Linked DNA regions of Mus musculus: region 2 is linked to region 1. The links are chromatin contacts, called in public HiChIP or PLAC-seq maps. All regions are on one chromosome and are shown on one strand. Each heading gives the region's core, a stretch centred on a gene start, on an enhancer-like site or on the middle of the called end of the contact. The rest is flanking DNA. Distances are from core to core; before and after follow the strand shown.

What was found. HiChIP or PLAC-seq counts read pairs in DNA pulled down with a chosen protein or histone mark.
Region 2: a contact with region 1 is called in a FOXA1 HiChIP or PLAC-seq map of pancreatic cancer cells. The contact joins two enhancer-like sites. A contact is called at or near these places in 3 of 39 promoter capture datasets (the 3T3-L1 cell line and pre-B cells), 1 of 115 datasets of contacts at active chromatin or transcription factors (pancreatic cancer cells) and 1 of 9 other capture datasets (liver).

What each region holds. Positions count from the first base shown.
Region 1 is chr13:34,030,229-34,033,956 of GRCm38.p6, forward strand. It overlaps Ripk1 (receptor (TNFRSF)-interacting serine-threonine kinase 1), which reads left to right. Exons shown (of 11, transcript NM_001359997.1): 11 at 2,268-3,728. The coding sequence ends at 2,554. Among named protein-coding and RNA genes, the nearest start is that of Bphl, 5.5 kb to the right of the region's middle. Within about 2 kb of position 2,008, at least 26 of the 459 cell types and tissues checked have an H3K27ac peak or open chromatin away from gene starts, as enhancers often do. A contact at or near this core is called in pancreatic cancer cells, where this site is marked.
Region 2 is chr13:34,764,306-34,768,251 of GRCm38.p6, forward strand. No RefSeq gene overlaps it. Among named protein-coding and RNA genes, the nearest start is that of Fam50b, 31 kb to the left of the region's middle. Within about 2 kb of position 2,481, at least 41 of the 459 cell types and tissues checked have an H3K27ac peak or open chromatin away from gene starts, as enhancers often do. A contact at or near this core is called in pancreatic cancer cells, where this site is marked.

The DNA of each region.
Region 1 (3,728 bases), core at 758-3,257:
CCTGCCTAGCATGCATGAAGCCTTGAACTCAGTTCCCAGCATTGAAGGGAATTTTTTTTAAGGGTGTAGTATCTTATGACTTGTAGTATCTTATGAATTGTCTCTTGACAATTTTTACTTCTTGAAGAGAACATGATAGAATCTTCTTTTAAGGTTCTCCCTGAGTTGTCCTATATTTCCTCCTTAATTTTTTTAGATTTATATACTATTTGTATGACTGTTTTGTCTTCATGTACTACATGCACGACTGGTGCCTACAAAGGTCAGAAGAGGGTGTCAGATCCTTTGGAACTGGAATTATGGATAGTTGTGAGCTCTGGGAATGTTGGAAACTGACCCAAGCAAGAACAAGTGCTCTTAACTGCTGAGCCATCTACTCCAGCCCCTACGCAGTAGTTTTTAATCTTTTGTAATCTATTTTTTTTTAAACAGGGAGAATTGCAGTATCTAATTGGTGGTGGTGCTATAAAGTTTAAACTAATCAGTGTGAGTTGAAAACATAGGGCACCGCCTGGGAGTGTTAAACCCATGTATCACCCATGATCCTGTTCAGACTTAAGGAAATAGCTCCCTTGGCTCTACAGCAAAGAGATTCTGTAAAGTGCAGGAGACCATGCCGTCCACAGCACTCTGTAATCAAAACAAGAGTGCTCAGAGGTGTCCACAGCACTCTGCCATGTGTGGTGATGTATGCCAATAATCCATCACTAGGGCAGTTAAAGTGGGAAGATGGTGAGTCCCAGGCCACCCTGGCTATAGCAAGACCCTGTCTCAGAAAGAAGCCAGAATTCAACTTTCTGATTTACATAGGGTTAGGCAAGGCTCTGCTGACCCTGAGGCCTCTCTGTAATTGGAGTACAGAAGCAGCCACAGGTAGTTTGCACAAAGATGAGGACAGATATGGATCCTGAAACTATTTACAAAAAGCAGAAGCCAGACTTGGCCCTTAGGCCACACCAATCCCTGTACTATTCCATTAGAGGAGTGGTCTTTAAAATGCCTGAGAGATGGGTTCTTAGCTTTTGAGGAACTGGAGTTACCTTTGTGACTCTACTGACACCCAGGGCTCCTGCAGACACTGGCAATTTACAGTTATCTTAGGAGGGTCTTAGTCTGCTGCCATAGTTGATGGACTCTGCACTACGGTACTGAAGAAGGAATGGAGCTGAGGGAGAAACAAGGTTCTGAGGTGGCATGAGAACAAAAGACTATTATGGTGACTTTGTCTTTTCTTCTCTCCCTTCTCTCCGTATCTGTCTATCTCTATCTCCCTGTCCACCACCACTACCAGTCTGAGTGTGTGTGTGTGTGTGTGTGTGTGTACACAGAGAGAGACATACCTATAGCCCTGGTACTTGTTCTGTATGTAGATCAGACTGGCCTTGAACTCACATAAATCCACCTGCCTCTGTCTCCCAAGTACTGGGATTAAAAGCATTCACCACAATACTGGGCCTTTTCTTATCTTCATGTGTTCCCTATATGTGTTATTTTTATGAACATCTAAGGTGATGAAGCTAATAGCAAGAGAAAGGCTGTGTATATATAAAATGAAGAGTCTTTGATTTATAAGACAAAAAAAAAAACCTTGAAAAGTTTATATTCTCATCCACTGAGAGATAAGGGAAGACATAGTAATTAAATGAAGGTTACACTTGGTCTCAGTGTCCTTGTTAAGAGGAAAGTGAGTGACGGGGGGGGGGGGGTTGGAGGGAGCAGAGCTGGAGCAAAAGGGAGAGGGAAGGGGGAAAAAGAGGAAAGTGAACTGTCTAGAAATGAGTGTCCTTGGACTTCACCCTGTGTAAGTTGACAGTTTTCCTGCCCCACCCCCACCCCATCACTGCCCATTATATCCAGTTAGTCTAACTAGAACAGGACTCAAGTGGGAGTTGAATAGAACAGCTAGCCATGTAGTAGGGCTTTTGTTCATGAAGCCATCAGTTAGGGCTCAGGAAGCTACACATCTGCCGAGGAGGAAACAGCAGCCTATTTTAACTCTATATAAAGACTCCTGAGTGGCTGTGGTTAGGTCAAGTATTGCCCAACAAGTCAATAACAGCTAAGTTAGCACCAGGCATAGTGGTGCACACTATAATCCAAGTCCCAGAGAGACAAAGGGGCTACAGTGCAAGATTGTCTCGAAACAAAACAATTTCTCTCTATGTCTCTTCATATTCTTTACTTTCCTGGGCCTTTTCAGCAAAACCAGACACTAGACTGGTCAGATGGGCTGCAGCCTGATGTTTCTTCTCTTTTCCATTTAACAGATAACACCACTAGTCTGACTGATGAACACCTGAACCCTATCAGGGAAAACCTGGGAAGGCAGTGGAAAAACTGTGCCCGCAAGCTGGGCTTCACTGAGTCTCAGATCGATGAAATCGACCATGACTATGAAAGAGATGGACTGAAAGAGAAAGTTTACCAAATGCTTCAGAAGTGGCTGATGCGGGAAGGCACCAAAGGGGCCACAGTGGGAAAGTTGGCCCAGGCACTTCACCAATGTTGCAGGATAGACCTGCTGAACCACTTGATTCGTGCCAGCCAGAGCTAAGCCTGGGCAGGCTCTGGCAGTGGGAAGCAAACTATTTGTCTGGTGCACAAACCCCGTTTGCCCACTAGCCTTCAGAACTCTATCTCAGCATGAGCTCTGCATTTGAGCACACAGGGTCATGCAGTTTGGAACTGGTGGATGGGAAGAGAAATCTGAAGCCCACAGTGATTCTTCAGAACATGCAAGCATAAAGACCGCTGAATGAATGGTCGGTCCATGACCAGTAGGAGGAAAAAAATTAAAAATACAGTGTATTGAGTTTTCAAAGGGAGAGAAGATGTTGGGGGAAGGTGGCCTTCGTTCAGCTTGTGTCATAGTCATCACTTAGGTTATTTGCTCAGTTTCCTGTGGTTTCATTGGGTAAGGGGAAAACAAACAAAAAACATTCAAAGAATGTAAAATCAGCTAGCTTCCCGCTTCATGGACTGTGAGTCAGAAAAGTTCTGCTCAAATGCCTTCTATGAGCCACGGCTCTTCTAAAAACTATAGGATCTGTTAACTTGAGCATCCAATGCTGTACTGTCACCTTAAGCTTTAAGAATCATGTGTAATTCTAGTCTATCAAATTATCAATTAGTGAGAGATTTTTAAGGAGTGCTAAGGAGAAAAAGGTGCAGGGCAGAGAGAGATCTTCAGGTACTGGCTGTCATTGCAGCTCAGGTACTGGCTGTCATTGCAGAGCTGCTGCTGGTTCTGGCTGCTGTAAAAAGTCTACTTTTAAGTTTCTAAAGTTTCTCTACCATTCTGGCGCTTCATGCAGTTTCCCACCCTGTGAGCCCCACAGAGGGAACAGATGTGCAGGAAACACTGATCGGGAAATACCATCTCCTCCTCTCTGGATATGACTGGTGCCTTAGCACTGTTCCCTGTGCCCAATAAACTGTTTCCTCAGTTTTCTCCAGTGTGCTGTACAAATATGTTTCTTCTGTGTGCCACCAATCAAGAAAGGACAGCTTCAGAGTCATCTTGTGCCTTTAGGAAGCCCATATTGCAACCTACAAGTGAGTGAAGGAGCTAGGGTAGAAGACTGAAGCCGCCTACACCAGCCACAGTCACTGTTAGGATGGGCTGCACAGCCGCTTTGGCCTTGTTGGCCATTCTGGCACTCATTGGCACTTCATCCTCCTTTGTTGGGCTATCCTGTACTCAGTAGGATATTTGGGAACATTCCTGG
Region 2 (3,946 bases), core at 1,231-3,730, 730 kb after region 1:
CTCATGGTTGGCCAAGAGACTCCTAAGACATTTCATGCATTTGCCATTGTCCTGGGTCCCCACAGAGGCAGAAGGTAAGTCCCTGTTTCTGGAGACATCGTGCACTTCAGATACAGGACCAAAGTCCTCAGAGCTGGAACTGACCTGAAAACCTCCTCTCTGAAGCACCACACAAGCTTCCAAAGGAAGTAATCAACAGCCCTACCCAACGATGACACCTATGAACCACAACAACCATCAGCAAGACAGTAGCCCTAAGGGCTCAGCAGTGGTATGCATGCTTCTGTGATAGCCAACAGCTCTCTAATTGACTTAAGACATGCTCAACAATCATGCCTTGGGTACTGGAAAAACTAGGGGTAGTGGAAACCTAGCCAACTACCCAGGACTAGTAAAGTCACGGATCTTAGAAATGAACCTACAAATAGCATTTTACTAAACCAGCACAGTCCCTAACTACATCTAAATATTTAAGAAATATTCCCCAGTGCTCAGAGATGGCCTTCCCCTGACAGATGTGCTGGAATGAGCAGCCTGATTATAATCTTTCTTTTTGTGGGAGTCTGACTGGCCTGCCTCAGGATGACTTGGGACAGTCTCTTGGAAGCTTCTCACCCTCTGTTTAAGGAGTGACTCCAGCCACAGGTTTTATAAGAAACAATTTTAAATATAGCCTTTGGTTTCCATTGTTTTGGTGTGAAGTTAACTCACAGGGACAGAGGCAATTCGCCCTACTGTGTTTGATGAGTCAGTTTCCTTCTGTACCTTTCACATTTTTTCCATTTATTGCCTGCTTCCATTTCACTACACTGTATTGTTCGTATCCCCATTTTAATTCTATTTAGAATTAATTGAGCTGCTCAGATATATAAATTAGTTCTTAGAAAGTTTGAAAATTTCAGCCATTACTTTTTTTTTTAAAGTGTAAGTAAGCTTTAAGAAGACCGTTTTAGAAATTACACTTTATTTATCTTGTGTACATATGCATGTGTGCATGTGTGCCATGCATGTGTGCATGTGTGCCATGCATGTGTGTATGTGTGCCATGGGAAACAGTGGGAGCCAGAGAACAACTTGTGAGAGTCGGTCCTATCCTTCCTCCACGTTGGTCCTGGAGAGCAAACTCAGGTTGTCAGACTTGGCAGCAGGCCATTAAACCTCTGAGCCACCTCATTGACCTTTAAGTCATTTTCGAAGTTAGCTTATGAAGTAATGAGTTTGGTTAAGCTACATCACCTTACTCAATCCTTGTGTATCTACTGTTCTTCCCTCCCGCCATTACCTCCTCTTGACTCCCTTTCTACCTTCCAGACAGAAACCCCTTCTTTGGCTACCACTTTGGTCGGTTTGTTTTATTTTACCATTTTGTGTGTATGGAATTTTACTGCACATGTGTCTGTGCATCCGGTGTGCAGCACCAGCACCTCTAGAAGCTAGAAGAGGACATCAGATCCTTGGGACTGAAGTTACACCAAGTTCTGAGCCACCATGTAGATCCTGGAGCTCAACCCAGTCCTGTGGAAGAACAGCTGGTGCTCTTAAGCACTGATCCATTAGCAATTCAAAGTGCACCCCTTCTCCTCACCCCCTTTTTAAAATTTGGTGAATTCTCTCTCTCTCTCTCTCTCTCTCTCTCTCTCTCTCTCTCTCTCTCTCTCTCTCTCTCTCCTTTTTTCCCCTTTATTCTGCCTTCTTTAGACAAGCTCTCACTAAGTAACATTAATTGACCTAGAACTCACTATATTGACTAGGCTAGCCTCAAATTCAAAGATCCACCTGCCTCTGTCTGTATTGAGGCAAAAGGTATATGCCACCATGCTGACCAGGCATTACTTCTTTGAACACATTCACTCTCTCACACACACACAATTTTTACTTATTTATTTGGGGACCAGGTTCACAAATGACTGAGTGGGCCTGTAGAGGTCAGAACACAACTTGTGGGGATCAGTTCTCTTTCCTGGGGTTTCGGGATAGGATCAAACTCAGGTTGTCAGGTTTTGCAGCCTATGCCCTCACCTTCTGAGCCATCTCACCCACCCCTAAACACTTTATTTTTTCTGCCTCACTCTTTCTTCTTTTTCTGGTATACTCAGTATGCGTGTATTGGCATATTTAACACTATTCATAATCCCATGATGCTCAGTTGATTATTTTTCCTCTTTGCATATTCTATCTTCACCTCTGCCTGTTTTTTTTATACCCAGTGAGTTTTTTTTTTCTTTGGATCTTATACTTCTGTTTGGCTCCCCTTTCCAGTCACTATTTATATTATCTCCCTCCTTCCCTTGGTCCTTCAGAAGTGGTCTCCTGTGGTTCTTTGAACATGGTTGTGGTAGTCACTTTGAAATCATTTTCTGTTAAACCCAACATCTGCGTACTTTATGGATCCTTTCTGCTGCCGGTGCTGGCCTGCACTGGCTTGCTCTTTTCCGTTTCTCCCTATGACTCATAGCTGCTGTTGAAAGCTGCACATTTCAGTCTGCAGGAGGCATCAGCTCTGGATCCCGACTTCCTGCCCTGGAGACTGCTGTTAGCTCATTGGCAAGTATTGTCCTTGTATTTTTGAAGTTCTTCAGCCTCTGCCCAACCCCCTAGGTTTTATTTTCAAGCCTAATTTCTTTTCTTTACTTTTTTGTTTGTTTGTTTGTTTGTTTGTTTTGTTTTGTTTTGTTTTGTTTTGTTGTTTTTCGAGACAGGGTTTCTCTGTATAGCCCTGGCTGTCCTGGAACTTACTTTGTAGACCAGGCTGGTTGGCCTCAATCTCAGAAATCCGCCTGCCTCTGCCTCCCGAGTGCTGGGATTAAAGGCGTGCACCACCACACCCGGCCTAATTTCTTATTATATCAACTGGTTAGTTATTGTTTTCCATCATGACCCAGGGTCATAAATTCCTCCACACTCTTATACAATTAAAGCAGAGCCTGGCCCAGGGTGGTGTATGGCCACTGTTGAGCCTAGCACAAAGGTGTCCCTCAACAGTTTACAATGTGGAAAAGGATGGAGATGACTCTTCTGCAGCTTTGCCACCTGCATCCTCCAAACTGAGCAGGAACTAGGTATGTGTGGCAGAAGGGACTAGTGCCATCACTAATGTGTGTGGTTCGATTCTCACAGCTGGGGACAGGACCATAACATTTTACTGCTGTGAGGAGACGCCATGACCCGAGCAACGCCTTAGAAAGGCAAACATTTCATTGGATCTGGCTTACAGTTTCAGAGGTTTAGCTTTAGTCCAACATCATCAAGGCAAGAAACACAGTGACACACAGGCAGACATGGTGCTGGAGAAGGAGCCGAGGCTGTGAGTTCCGCATCTTGATCTGAAGGCCATGCTAGGAGAAGACTCTTGCAAGCAGTTAGCAGGAGGGTATCAAAGCCCACCCTTCTACCCCACCCCTACACAGACACACTACCTCCAACAAGACCACACCTCCCAACAGTGCCACTCCCTACGGGCCAAGCGTATGCACCTCAGCCTGGCTGCCAAGTCTATCTGGAACAGTGCTTCCACTTCAGGTATGTTAGAGATGGGCGTGTCTGACTACAACCAAGCAGTCCTTCCACAAAGTACTGCGAAGAGAGAAAGAGGGGCTGTGTGTGGCAGCATCTTCGTCACGTCCCTTCTCTGTTGGGGTAGTAAATGAGCTCTGAGAACCGATCACCAACACTCATGGGCTGGCACTGTTGTGTACTCCTTATATCCTGTAAGGCTTGCACAGCGGGGAGCCGGGGGAGGTGGGACCCATCGGTCTGTCCCCACTCATTCGGCTCCCTCCATCAGCTCTCTGGCACAGAGCTATGTGCAGCGGCCTCCCTCCCACCACCGCCACCTCTATTTCTGCTGAGTAAGTGGCTCTCCATCTGCTGCGAGCACTTTGATGGCTCTTTAGAGAGTTCTACGGATTCGATTTTGCTAATTTTGATCAGTTTATAGATGTTTCTC